Regions from separate parts of the Zea mays genome. Here regions 1 and 2 are each linked to region 3. Evidence: chromatin contacts called from public Hi-C data. All regions are on one chromosome and are shown on one strand. Each heading gives the region's core, a stretch centred on a gene start, on an enhancer-like site or on the middle of the called end of the contact. The rest is flanking DNA. Distances are from core to core; before and after follow the strand shown.

The links. A called contact is a pair of places that touch in the nucleus more often than the background predicts.
Region 1: a contact with region 3 is called in a Hi-C map of ear, with 2.4 times the contacts expected there. The contact joins the promoter of LOC118473462 here to the enhancer-like site in region 3. A contact is called at or near these places in 8 of 25 Hi-C or Micro-C datasets (bundle sheath, ear, endosperm and 4 more).
Region 2: a Hi-C map of leaf shows a contact between it and region 3, with 6 times the contacts expected there. The contact joins the promoter of LOC100382223 here to the enhancer-like site in region 3. A contact is called at or near these places in 7 of 25 Hi-C or Micro-C datasets (bundle sheath, ear, endosperm and 2 more).

What each region holds. Positions count from the first base shown.
Region 1 is chr9:112,787,172-112,792,207 of Zm-B73-REFERENCE-NAM-5.0, forward strand. LOC118473462 reads right to left here and starts at 3,686. Exons shown (of 3, transcript XM_035962842.1): 1 at 3,646-3,686; 2 at 468-904; 3 at 1-339. The coding sequence starts at 3,686. The coding sequence ends at 260.
Region 2 is chr9:112,739,919-112,744,393 of Zm-B73-REFERENCE-NAM-5.0, forward strand. LOC100382223 reads left to right here and starts at 2,587. Exons shown (of 1, transcript NM_001174979.1): 1 at 2,587-4,339. The coding sequence starts at 2,708. The coding sequence ends at 3,865.
Region 3 is chr9:112,464,379-112,469,428 of Zm-B73-REFERENCE-NAM-5.0, forward strand. No RefSeq gene overlaps it. Among protein-coding and RNA genes, the nearest start is that of LOC100502532, 77 kb to the right of the region's middle. Within about 2 kb of position 2,878, at least 18 of the 20 cell types and tissues checked have an H3K27ac peak or open chromatin away from gene starts, as enhancers often do. A contact at or near this core is called in bundle sheath, ear, endosperm and 3 more, where this site is marked.

The DNA.
Region 1 (5,036 bases), core at 2,436-4,935, 320 kb after region 3:
TCCGGTGCGCCACCGGACAGGTCCTGTAGACTGTCCAGTGCGCGATCTAGGGCTGGGCGTTCGGGTTTACCCGATATTTCGGGTCGGGCTTTTCGGGTTTTTTATATTTCGGGCTTCTAACATCTATACCCGAACCCTTACCCGTAATTTCGGGTACCCGTAATTTCGGGTACCCATAATTTCGGGTACGGGTTCGGGTAATAGCAAACTACCCGAAACATTGAATCAATATTCAGCTTGAATCTGGAGCGTTCACCGTTCACAACTTCGGTTTGTTAAGGTCTGGTTGCTCCGTTGTTGCCTGGTGCATGCTGTTCAGCCTCCGCCGGGCTGCCTCATCTGTCAAAAAAATCAACAACGATCCCATTAGCTATAGATTAAATTAATAATACTTGGGTGTGAACATCCCACCCACTAGCTCGTTCATCGCTGTCATTACTGGCTTGTACTGTATTTACGAAACGAACCTAGCTGTGCGACGAACTGCGAGACGGTGACCTCCTGCCTGGCATCGGTGACGACGATGGGGCTGCCGCTGTCGCCGTCTCCGTCTCCGGCTCCGGCTCTGCGGACGGCACCCTCCGCGACTGTCTTGCTGGCTGCCTGTCTTGCTCCTTGCGCTGGAGAGCGGAGGCAGGGAGAGATTGTCTTGCTCCTTGCGCTGGAGAGTGGAGACAGGGAGAGAGCCAGCCGCCGGCCGCCGCTGGACAGGGACGAGAGAGCCGCAGCCCACAGCCGCCGCTGGACAGGGATAGCTAGGGTTGCCAGGTTTCGTAGTTTGCTAACTGGGTCGTGGGCTCGTGGCCCGTGGGCTGTGTCGCTGTTGCCTAGCGCTCGACCTGGTGACTGAATGGACGGTGCTAGGTATTTCGGGTAGAATGGGTACTTCGGGTACCGCGAGTTACTACCCAATTAGGCCCGAAATTATTTCGGGTATCCAGTTTCGTTACCCGCTGGATCTGTTTGGGTAACGGGCTTCGGGCTAAACGGGTACGGGTTCGGGTATTTCGGGTTTAGGGCTTTGGGCTCGGGTTTTATGCCCAGATCTAGCGCGATCTCCTTCCAAATTTGGCATATCCGACCGTTGCTCCTCTAGGCTGATTGGCGCACCGGACATAGTCCGGTGCACCAGCTGACCGTTGGAGCAGTCCACGTGTCGCGCGAAGATTGCGCTGCTGACTGTTGCTCAGATGACCGTTGACTCACCGGACAGTTCGGTGAATTATAGCCGTACGCCGCCGTAGAATCCCGAGAGCGGCACTTTCACCGGAGACCAGCCTAGCGCACCGGACACTGTCCGGTGCACCACCGGATAGTCCGGTGTGCCAGACTGAGCTGAAGTTTGGCTGCTCACAGCCAACGCTTTTTTCAATTCTTTTCTCACTGTTTCTAGCACTTAGACAAAACACATTAGTACTCAAAACAATGTACTAAGTCTAGAAACATACATTTTTCTTTGATTTGCACTTCTCACTTTACTTGGCACATAAGAACTTAATTAGCCGTGTTGAACACTTAATCACCAAAACATTATTGAAACTGCGGAAAGACACATTTTCCTTTCAGTTTTTTACTTGGATCCCTTGCTGGCCGGCCCAACGTATTTCCTAAGCAATATTGGGTTATACTGGGCTCTCTACCCCTTTACAGAATGAAGCTATTTTATACTTAGAATCTGAAACAGAGACGCTCGCTTTATCAAGAAGCCAGAGTTGTCTAGAATATTAACTCATTTTTCTATGATTTGTAAGTGGTGGCGGTGTCATGAGAGCCGACGATGGCTAAAGAAATGAAGAGAGATCGGACTTGGCTTTTCTTAAAAACCGTAGTTTCAATTATCGCTGAATTTTTTTTCCTCCCATCAACAAACTAACTTAAGGTTTATTTGTTTTGCTCTCAATTCATATGGATCAGGTGGGTTTAAATGAATTTCAATTCCAAACAAGTCGAAATCTTTCATTTTTTTTTGAACCCACCTAATCCACGTATGATAGGAATAACCGAACAAGACCTTAGAAATGTTTGGTTTCTAAGAATTAATTTTTAGTCCTCTATTTTATTTTATTTTAGTTCTTAAATTACCAAATATATAAACTAAAACTATATTTTGGTTTTCGTATTTAGAAATTTAAGGACTAAAATAAAAATAAAATAGAGAGCTAAGAATTAGTCGCTAGAATACTATAAATAGGATGAGCGTTCAACATCTTGGCTGGCTGCCATGTAGGTACGCATTTTTGAAGCAACATGGGAGAAGGAAAAACAAAATCGAAAGAACGGGATGCAATGACGTGAACAGTGAACTGAAGTCGACAAGAGGACACAGCAAGGTCACAATGATGTCAACAAACAACCTAAATCTACCTAAATTTGTAAGGGAAAAGAAAAAGGTCTATACATCCACTATATATAGCAGCTTGAGTGTATTGTAATAATGAATTTCGTAACGAATCCCGTATCACATTAGCTTTTCTAATATACTAATATGAAGAAACTTGCACAGTACATGTTTAGTTAAAATTAAAATTGTGTTTTTTTTTGTTTTTCAGACCGAGAGAGTTTAAACCGTCCCATGCCACTATGCCAGTGACGGCATTAGCGGCCCGACAGAGCATTCATCACTCACCCTTGTGGCTGCTGCAGTACTAGTTGATGGCACAACACTAGGCTAGATGAAGGGTGCTGCTGCCGGTGCCGGCCCTCCTTGCCTCGATTTCATTGCGCGGAGGTATTTGTTAGTTATGAAAAAAGAATAGTAATAGATGATAAATAAGTACGAGAAATGATAATTTATGAAGGTAGTGAGATATACGAAGAAATTTAGGGGGAGCCGCTGAATAAGATGGAGATACAGAGAAAAAAAGTTTGCTGATGTGATAAGATAGTAGAATATAGAAAGAGAAATATAGAGAAATCGTTGAAGAGAATCTTATAGCGAATTAGGGATGAATGGGCTGAAACCCTAAACCCTGCAGCCTCGAGTCGACGGAGAGAAAGAGAATTATCTGTCGCGGCCGGTGACAGCCGGGGCGGGTTGGGTTGTGTCTTGTGTTGAACGTGGGCGCACGAGGCGGCCTGGCTGACTGCACACGGGAGAGCTGGGTCTAGGTGGCTGCCGCACTCGACTCGCACCGCCGCCTCGCGTGACGATCGGCCGCCTGATGGCGCGATAGCCTCTTGTCGGAGGCGCAATCATGGCGCGATGGCGACGCGACGACCGCCTGCTCCGCCCACTCCCAAGTCCCAACTGGCCCTGTGGCATGAAACGGGGGGGGGCTTCAATTCGCCTGCAGGCTGCACCAGGCGTGCGTGCGTGACCGGGGAGCTGCACTGCAAACTGTGCTTCTTGTCATTGTCAACGCAGAGCTGCTGTATTTATTTTATATTTATTAAAGAAGCAAATCCATTCGGTGAACGCGGCAGCACACGGGTGCACGCGCTGCCGCACAGGCGTCACCGCGTCAGTGTGGCTGGCTGTGCGTTGGGTGGGGACCCCGATCCGTGATCCCATCGCGCCCGCCGGCCGCCACCGAGGATGGATGTGCATTTGCTTTGTTTTTGATGCGGAGCACGCACGTACGTACGTACGTACTAACAAATACCTGCTCCGCACGGCTGCACTGAAGCAACGACAGCTGATACTACCTGACCAGTCCAGGGGGGGAAGGGGATGGATGGAGGTCCATGTGCGTAAGAAATGCGAGGATGACAGCCGTACGTCCAGGACACCGCATTAGCATAATCAAAGGCGCCTCAGCACACCGTAGCCGCCGTGTGCTCTGAAGGTCACGACGAGGGTCGGCCGGCCTATCCTTCGTGCAGCTAGGGAAACCATGCTACACCGTACCTCCTCCTGCCCCACAGGGGTTCATGCAAATTGCACACTAGTACTACTACTCCAGAATCCAGATAGCGCAGCCACTTGTTGCGAATCTGTGCTAACCACTCCAGATAGATGTAAACGCGCGCAGACATGAATCGCCATCGACCCACCCCACACACAGGACAGAGCAACTGGGGCGGGCATCCATCCTGCTTGCCCAACTGCTTAATAATCGGAGCCACTTGTGGTCTCAAGTTGCAGATCGCGCGCGAGGTAGTTTTGAGCACATATCCATCCACTAATGGCAGGTGCTTGGTTGCATCAGGGGGCAAGACCAATTAAGACGCATGATAGTAGGCAGTAGCTACTAGTATGATACGGTGCTTAATAATCATGACGACAGCTGCAACGGTAGACAACTAGCTAGACAAGTGTATGTCCGGATGGAATCGAGACCCCAGACCACTTGGGGTTTGGCCAGACCTGGCCAGCTGATCACGTAACCAGTTGCTGCTGCATACGGATTTTTCTTGTTTTCCCTATGGCCGCTAGCACAGCTTTTCCTAGCTAGTTGCAGGTGTTATCGGGCCAGAGCCAGATATCATATCTATCCCTGTCACGAGGCCTTGCCTGAACCCGGCCGCGACGAGTAGTGGCAGCACCGCCGGATCACGCTGGCTTCGCTTCAGCTGTTTGGTTGTTCTTGTCCGGCCGTTTTCTTTCGATCGCGAGTCATTGTTTTGCCGCCTGAATTATTCGTTCGGTCCGATCGTATTAGGGACCGGACCGGACCGGACGTACGTACGTACGTGCTGTGCCCAGCCCTCGTAACGTGACTCGTGACGTTGGTCTTGTGGTACTGGGCCTATCACGTCCTCCGGTTTCGAGCGGCGACTTGAGTGGTACTGGATCCTGTTCGGCCTCGTTAGTGGATGGCTTGGCCCACCGAGTCCTGTTTCCTAGTTCGCTAACCACAAACTTACCTACTACACCGTTGCTAGTCTACCTCCCTCCAGCAGCTTTATTCATTTTTTCCCTCTATTTTAAGTTTCACTCTATAATACTCTCTCCGTCCTAAATTAAAATTCGTTTTTACGTTTTTAGTAGAATCATACAATAACAAATGTATGTGTTCTATTTATGTGCATAGATTTATTATCATCTATATGAATATAGCCATACAAATGTAAAGCTAAAACGACTATTATTTAGA
Region 2 (4,475 bases), core at 1,337-3,836, 280 kb after region 3:
GGTAGGCGCTGGTACGACCAACCAACGGTGACCGTGCACCCGCACTCACGACGGCTTTGGGGGTGGGGGTGGGGGGACCCTTGTCACGCTTGCCGTGTGTGTGCGGCTTCGAATCATCATCCTTATCTATTCCATTATTAGGCTGCACAGATCACGAGCGCCACGTCGCCATCTACTCTCCCCCTTCCCACCTTCAAGTACGCGTGCCCACGCACATACGACGCCGGCGGCGGCAGCGGCGCTGTTTTTTCACCGGGCTACCCGTGTCGAGACGCCGACACACGACCAACTATCCCAAACAAGCGCCCGCCGGGCTCCGGCGTGCTGCTTCAGACAGAGTCCAGAGCCTGCCGTCGTTTTCAGCTTTCACCGCTCCCATCGATGGATTCCCGGCGATCGCACCGTCGCCTGCCTGCGTCTCCTCCCCTGTCACGGCCCGCCCGCCAATCGCGCGTATTTTGGCAGCCGCGCCGCGACGCGACGCGACGCCGACCACTGGCTGCCTGCCCCGCGTCGTCTCGGCCCGGTTTTTTTTTCCATCCAAGTGGGTCGCAGAATCTACTCGTCCGTCCGCGCACGATCCCCGCGTCCGTATTTCCTGTTTTGACCAGGATTTTGTGCTGATGCATCCGTTGTATGAGTAGTAGGTTCTATGCGTTGGTGTCGACAGACAAAACTACTGCGAGTTTGGTAAAAGGGATCTTTCTTCTGCGACTGTTGAGCTAGCTACAGACTATAGTGGATCGATTTTCTGTTGCCTGGTGATGATGGCCGTAAACGTGCCTGTAGCTGTCATCTTACAGACTTACGGTAGCGGCAACCAACTAATTGCATTGACCGACCGCTGTTGTCGCGTCCCCTCTCAGGCCCGTCCCATGCCCAAACGCTGGAAAAATCTATCGGCAGCAAATAGTCGCGTCCAAGTTGATTATTTGATCCATATATTATTATATCACGGTGCAACAAAGATGGAATCGTTACAAAAAAAAAATGCACAAGGTTTCCATCCATTTCGATATCAGGTTTGTTGGAGACTAATCTCGGGTGGCTGTTGTCGGAGGAAAAGACGGTGGTCGCAGTACGGTCCGCACCGACACAGGGAAAACGAGCAGCACGAGTCTCCAGGCTCGTGTCGAGAGCGCATCGGTACCGGAGAGGTCGGTGCCTCGGACGGCCTGCGCGTGCAGAGCCCAAACTCTCACGCACACGCACCGACGCAGCGCCATCTCTCCTCTTTCATCCGAAACCCACGGAGACAGAGCACGGCAGCGTGTAGCAGTGTCAGTGTGTAAATAAATAAATAAATAAATAAATAAAAATAGACATACTTCTACGAAACTATAAAAGTTATTAGAGAGAAATTAAAAAAAACCAGAAAATGGCATATATGGGAGTGATGAGAGGAAATAAATTGGAAACTTCTCGGCCAGGACAAATGGGCCCCACGCACGCCGCACATTCTCGTAGCTACGTACTAGCTTTCCTTTCCTTTGCGGACACGCCCGTCCGCGCCCACCAGGCCCACTGGACTGCTGTCCATCACGGCTGTACAGTACTAGTACATGCACCTCTCGCCGGGCCCACAAGCGGCCCTCCTCCTCCTGTCCTGGCCTCCTCGGGCCAGGAGCCAAGTTGCTGCCGTCGCGTCGGTCGTCGACTCGTCGTGATCGCGGGCAGCGCAGTAGCTGCCGCGTCCTTGGGTCCGTGCCTGGGTGGCGGAAAACTCGTACGCGTACGGCCAAACAAGCTCGAAGAATCACCGGAGCCGGCCGCTGGCCAGATCCAATCCAACAAGAACCGGATGGACCGAGCTTCACGGCAATCGTTTCGAAATCCGGCCACGCGGCCGTGGCATGTTGTAACACTTGAACCAAAGCACGACGAGCCCGAACCGATTCCCGGTTGCAGTGAGGGGTATTACTTCGCCTTCGTTTCAAAATAATTGCCACAAAGACCATTCTTTCCTCAAGTTCCTGTGGCTGTTCCTGGCCACATTCACCCTGTGCAGTAGTACTCCTGCATGGATGCACAAGCACAAAGACCATTCTTTCCGATCGTGCACCGCCCACTTTTGTTGGTCAAAGCATCCAACATCCAGCACCATTGCAACACGATGAGGGGCGGATCAATGGCACTTTTGTGGTGTCAAATTCTGGACTGGATTGAGTGGTTCACTGTTTTCTGGTCTGGAACCGTTTCCGACTTGGAACCTTCAAGGCAACCGAACACGGGGACGCCACATCCTGGGGACGATATGGCCACCATGGTGACACCGTCGGCGATGGAAATTGAGGTCTTATTTACGTAGTGTAGTTTAAAGTAGAAAACGCTGTAGGCATTCCATGGAGAGGCGAAGCCTTATTGCTGCGTGCCAAGTTCGGGACGATGAAGAACGGGCTCCGGCGCTGCCAGCCTGCCACCATGGGCTCTCATTCGGGAGAAGACAGAAGAACGACTGTGGGTTGGAAAGGGCTGTAGCTGTAGTTGCCCTTGGCAGGAGGGGAGGAGTGGAGGACGCCAGCTGAGAAAAGCCGCACGACTTGGCACTTGCCCAGAGTCCACTCACCTCTATAAATTCGTGCCCACCCCGCTTCAGGTTCCATTCCTCATCACCAAGCCGAACCACAGAGCTCCCCCACACCCACAGCGGGGTGAAGCGAATCGCATCAAATTCGACCGAAGAATCGCGCCGCTCGGCCCGGCCACCATGAGCTTCTCGTCCATGAGCAAGCAGCAGGTGCTGGACGCCGGTGACGGGGAGGGGGAGGAGGTCATGGAGCTCATCCCGGGCCTGCCGGAGGAGGTGGCCGAGAAGTGCCTCCTCCACCTGCCCTTCCTCTACCACCGCCTCTTCCGCACCGTCTCCTCCACCTGGAACCGCTTCCTCACGGACGCCCTGGCCAAGCCACTGCTGTTCCCTCACGCGGCGGGGGCGGGGACCGCGGCCACGGGGTCGGTGCCCTTCCTCTTCGCCCTCGCCTTTGACCCCATGTCGCGGCGCCTCCAGTGCCAGGCGCTCGACCGTTTCTCGAGGAAGTGGCTCCTGCTCCCGCCGGTGCCCGGCGGCGCCGCGGCCGGGTCGTTCGCGGTGGTGGGGCTCCCCCGCCGCGGCCAGATCTACGTGATTGGGGGCGTCGAGGAGGGCGGCGACAAGGCCGTGACGAGCGTGGCGGTGTACAGCGCCGCGCGGAACGGGTGGGAGGAGGCGGCGGCGATGCGGACGCCCCGCGGGTACATGGCGGCCGGGGAGGTGGGAGGGCGGGTGGTGGTGGCCGGGGAGGACGGCGAGGCGGAGGTCTTCGACCCGGAGGCCGGGCGGTGGTCGCCGGCCGCGCCGCGCCGCGGCGCCGCCGTGGCGCGGTACGACGCGGCGGCGGCGGGCGGGAAGCTGTACGTGACGGAGGGTTGGGCGTGGCCGTTCGAGCGCGCGCCGCGCGGCGCCGTGTACGACGCCGCCGCGGACTCGTGGTGCGAGATGGCGCGCGGGATGCGGGAGGGGTGGACGGGCTCCTGCGCCGTCGCCGGCGGCCGGATGTATATCGTGGCGGAGTACGGGGAGTGGCGGCTGAAGCGGTACGACGAGGCCCGGGACGAGTGGCGGATGGTGGCCGGCACCGGGGTGCCCCCCGAGGTGCGCCGGCCGCACGTGGTCGCTGGCGAGCTCGGGGAGGTCGCTGGCGGGAGGCGGAGGATATACGTCGTCGGCGCCGGGCTCGACGTCGCCGTGGGCACGGTTTCTGCCGCCGCATCCGCCGCCGCCGCGGTACCCGGCGTCGAGGACGAAGTGGTGGAGTGGGAGGTGGTCAAGGGCTCCGCCGAGTTCGCCGGGATGGCGCCCTGCAACGCGCAGGTCCTATACGCTTGAGGCGCCGCCGGACCCCGCCTTCGGGTAGAACGTCCGCAAACCGATGGTTCGGTACCAGTCGGCGCACCCACAGGGGTCCACCAGCCCCGTGCCGCATCACGTCGCCGGCGAAGCGCATACCTAGCCCACATGTCAGTGGAACGCGACGGCTCCCGCTCCATCGTCTCGCCGGCAGGAGCGAGTGGCTTGCTGTTCCTGTTCCTGCTAGGAGAGAAGTATATAGATGACCCAGAAGAAACCAGATGCGCAAACGCAGCTGCACAGGCTCGCAAGTCGCAACGTGGTGGTCTGGTGGACGAGTGTGTGAACCGTGAGCGAGCATTGATGGCACTAGAGAAAGGCTGAAAAATCTTTTCTTCCATGTGGGGCCGAGGAAGTGTGCAAGCAGTAGAACTTATTTTTCTTTTCAGGCTTTTTTTTACCTGTGTATATTGGATTTTGGTAAAGACTTTATTTGCGTTCGTCGCAATGCACAAACATCCGGATCGAACCGTACATCTAAAATCGTAGAGCTGAGGCCAATGTTCCTACCTTATGTTCAGTGTACTTTGGAGAGGATTCCTTCTGCTACGATCCTTATGGACTAGTTTGAGAATTTTATTTTCTCTGG
Region 3 (5,050 bases), core at 1,628-4,127:
TGTTGCCAAAAGCATCTGCCGGCTCTTTTGCTTTCTTTCTTTTCTTAACAATAATCCACCTCAGGACTGGGTCGGTTAGATGTTAATTCATATGGATTGGATATAATTAAGTCAGTTTAAATTTATAGCAAGTTAAAATCTGCTTCAATACATCTTAGTCCGCTTCAATCCTTCAATCAATGTGAAAAAGAAATAATCGAACAAAGCCTGACACGGACAGGTATACACGCCATGCATGCCAAGATGGGCGCAAACAGGGACAGACCCAGAACAAAACAAAAATGAAGGCACACTTCTAAGGATAGACACCAAAATATTAGAGCGAGGACATTTTAGTTAGGTTCAGCAGAAGATTTAATGGTAAAAAATCTAGACACTAATACTTACAATAAAGAAATAAGCGAGGCCTAGACCCTCACCCCCTTATATGTAGGTCGCGCAGACAGCGGATCCTAGCCATCACTTATCGCCAACGCAAGGGCAAGACTGTGAAACAAACTTAGAACGGCTCTTGGGTGCAGGCAGGAGCCGTCTATTTGATCAATCACTCGGCCGGCCTTTGTATCTGTCTCTGTCGATGTATGCATGTGACTTGGAAGCCAGGGATCGTGAGCTCCCCTCAATTATTGGGCCTCTTTTATGTCTGTCCGAATCTCGTGGAGCTTGGAGCCATATGCCTGGTCACTTGGCACGACAGACAGGGAGGCCACCTGTCGCGGGCATGGCCACATTGCTTGCCTGCGCTCATCGCCATTTCTCCGAGTCACAGATTATTCTATGCGATTAATCGCGCATCAAGCTGGAGCACTCCTGTGATAGCTAGTGACTTGGTACGTGATCGCCTGATGGGGTGATCCAGATCTGGTCAACACTAGTACTATCATTCATTCCTCATGATCCTGTCTCCATTCTCACCCACCTTTCTGGTATAACTACCCCCGTTCTATTGCAATTGTTATTGTTATATTAATATTGGTGCTTGTGAGCCATGCCGTGAGGCGAGACTTTTTATCTGGCTTTCATTTGGTTACTTCTCCCACCCCAGAGAGAATCAAATCTTTATCTTTACTTAATACAATGAGCGAATAAATTTTCTCTACGACGAGAAATAAATATTTTAAAAATAGGGTGTAGGGATTCGAATGCTACCCACTAGTTTTAAGTGCTCGGTTTCTACCATTACAACTCATGTCTATTTATGTTATATGAATGTAAAAGTACATACTAATAATTTTAAAATACAAAAAATATAACCATATTTTAATAAATATCTTATTTAAACTAGATCTATCTATATGATATGATATATATAAAGACCTTAGCAATTTACAAGCAACTAACTAGTGAGCCCGTAATGCATGAGACTATGAAGGTTCTTTGAGATCGCTTTTTGGCTCCATAGACTTCATGATAGAGCAGCTTATAAAAGCTAGAGTTTAAATTTACAAAGCACCCATTAAACGCTAGCTCTCCTTGCTTTATCTTTTTTTTTACTAAGCAGAGTTGGAGCTTAGTCTGAACAAGATATCGTAACAAATTAGAACTCTCGCTCGAACTGATATAATCTTTGATTGTCCACACTAACAAGTCAGACTGTGAAATGGAAATGTGCCCTTGGGTCATTTCTATAAATATTTTGGTTATTCGATGTTCAACATATATTGTTTTGTGCTAAGTGTCAAATAGATGCAAATGGAAAATCAAGGTATGATTCTAGATTTAGTAAATTGTTTTTGGTACTAATATTATTCTACTAAGTGCTAGGAGCCTTGTTAAAACGAGAGAAATTGAATTGGAAGAGTTTGGCTGAGTCCAGCTAGACTGAGGTGCACCGGACTATCCGGTGCTCAGGCTGGCTCCCCTAGCGAACAGCCGCTCTCGGGAAAAGTTCAGCGCGTCGCGGCTATAATTCACCGGACTGTCCGGTATGCCAGCCGCGCCCACGCCAACGGTCGGCAACGCAATCAACGGGTGACGCGTGGACTTCGCCATGTGCCACGAGCGTCGTGGCTGCAATGGTCGGTTTCGCCAGAAAAGGAAGGAAATCGACATTGTTTCCTGTCCGGTGCGTCCATGGACAGAAGGCATCTATGACCTTTCAAATGGAGCTCCAACGACTCCTAGCTGCCTTGGGGCTATAAGGTCTTTTTTAGTTCGCGAATTGTAACATGGATGACAAGGGTAATGATTCACACTCGAGTGACAACGGTAATAAGTTTGAGTAAGCCGATATCAATTTCCAGTGTGGTATCTTATTATGGTTGGACTTAAACAAGCATGGTTTAACGTGATCTGTTACACATCACGTTACAATTATATGAATCAAACAACACCTAGGTGTCGTTTGGTTCACGAAATGTAACGTAAATGATAACGGTAATTATTCAAACTCGAGTAACAATGATAACAAATTTGAATAGGTCGGTATTAGTTCCTAATATGCTATCTGATTACTGTTGGTTCTAAACAAATATGATCTAACGTTATCAGTTATTCATCTATTATATTACCGATACGTGAATCAAACGGCACCCTAAATCCGTTTTTTCTACATCAGATAATAGAAGCTCCTCCTCCATCTACCACTACCAACAACCAACGTGATTGTACATGGAATGATATATATTTTATCTTAAGACTGCACGGAGGAACAGAGGGGGCAGGAAAAAAGGCTGAATACGCAGATATATTTATTTATATGTAGTTGATGATGATGAGTCTTTACATGTGTGATCTAACCAACACTCCACAACTTGTGCCTACGGGCAAAAGGGAAGAAGGTATGACCACCTTCTGGTTTGTTGGTTGTGTGGTCCGTCCGACCGCCATCTGTACGATTGATTCGTGGTGATAATGGCGTGTGGGGACCACAAGGGCCCAACCGGCCGACCCACCTGTGGTCTCGTGCTTGCTGCTATGCCCAGCGGCAGCAGAGCAGCACGCGCGTGTGTACGCTTTCAGCAGAGAGCGCATACGTATGTACTGCTGTACTGCTGTACATATAGACATGTAATGAAGTTAGAATGTTGGGTCTGACTGTTTTTGTTTGGTTTGTTGAATAAAATGTGTTAATCTATCACCATATTATTTCTCATAGTTAGTTAATTAATATTAATTTGAGGAATTGAGGTATTCCACCAAATTTAAGAAATATGAACCCATAATACACCGCATCTATTTAGATGGAGTAATTACACAAACCAAACACTCCATTAGGCCATATAGAGGCTGAGCCGCGTTCTCGTGTCTCGTCTATGCTACGTTGAGGGTGAATGGTATTAAACGTGATCTCCAAAAATAGATATGCAAGCATGTTAGTGCCTGGAGATAACATAAAAGCTCGTATTGTTGCACTTATCTCCGCAACATGGCCTTTCATGCACCTCAGGGTTTCAAGCGAAGGATGCAGTGAAATAGATCTATGCTAAAGAGATTTTTGAAAGTGAAATTAAATTAATTGGAAAGGCCACAATGATGATTTTGCTCATATTGAAATGTTTGAGGCCCGCCGTCAATTTTTTTTCTTTTGTCTCTCTCAATGTTTGGCCTATATTCAATAATTACTAAGTTCAATGGTTAGAGAAAATATAGATCATACATCAATAGAGATCTGGAGTTGAAAAAACAGGAAACGGCGAGAAAAAATGTACAGAAATACCAAAATACACAGAGTCGGTAACTATATATATATATATATATATATATATTCAACTATTTTCCGTTTTATGGAAAAATAAAGGGCAGTTTATTAATTCACTTTATATAAACCTTCGTAGGCCAGTGACACCTAGATATGGCAACAGGTATAAACTCGCTGGGTTTTGCCATATCAAATCTATATCCGTGAAAAATATATATACTCATTAAAAATCCGTACCTATAACGAGTTTGAAATTTTGACCAAACTCGTACCCATCAGGTTGGCGTCGGTCTAAGGGCATCTTTACTAGATTGAGAATGTCCAAATCCCTATAGGTAAGTAAAGATGACCGAGAAAAAAACTTTAGAGTATATGAGAATTGTGCTTCAATGTATTAAGATGAGAGAAAACTATTTGGGTCCCTCTTTGGCCTAAGGTCCTCAAAACATTAACTCGTTGCTTATTTCTAAGTCTGTTCCAGGTATAATAGGGTAATTACTGAAGGACAACTTCATTTGGACATGGTGTGTAATCACCACATTCAGCGGTGAAAGTCGCCTAGAGGGGGTGGATAGGTGGAAACTGAAATTTACAACTTTAAACACACTACAAGCCGGGGTTAGCGTTAGAATAAAATCCGAGTCTGGGGGAGAGGGGAAAACAAATCAACCAAGAAAATAAAGCGGATGACACGGTGATTTGTTTTACCGAGGTTCGGTTCCAAAGAACCTAGTCCCCGTTGAGGTGGTCACAAAGACCGAGTCTCTTTCAACTCTTTCCCTCTCTCAAACGGTCACCTAGACCGAGTGAGCTTTCTTCCTTAATTTCTCGGGTCACTTAGACCCCGCAAGGACCACCACACAATTGGTGTCTCTTGCTTCGCTTACAAGGCTTTGAGAATAAGAATGAGAGAAAGAAGAAAGCCAACCAAGCAACAAGAGCAACAAGAAAACACAAGAACGATCCTCTCTCAGGTCCTAAAATACTAGAATTGAATTGGGGACTTTGATCGGATCGGTGGCTTTGATTTGAGTCTTGGAGTGTTGCACTTTGCTCTTGTATTGAATGGAATGTGTTGAATGCTTGGATGGTTGGAGTGGAGGTGGTTGGGGGTATTTATAGCCCTCAACCACCAATTCAACTGTTGGAGGTGGCTGCTGTCGATGGGCGCACCGGACAGTCCGGTGCGCCACCGGACACTGTCCGGTGCACTAGCCACGTCACCCAGCCGTTAGGGTTTGACCGTTGGAGCTTTGTCTTCTTGTGGCACCGTACAGTCCGGTACCGCACCGGACAGGTACTATGCACTGTCCGGTGCGCCTCTGGCGGCTGCTCTGACTTCTGCGCAAACTGTTCGTGCAGTGTAGCGTTGCAGGCGACCGTTGCAGGCGATCGTTGCAGCCGACCGTT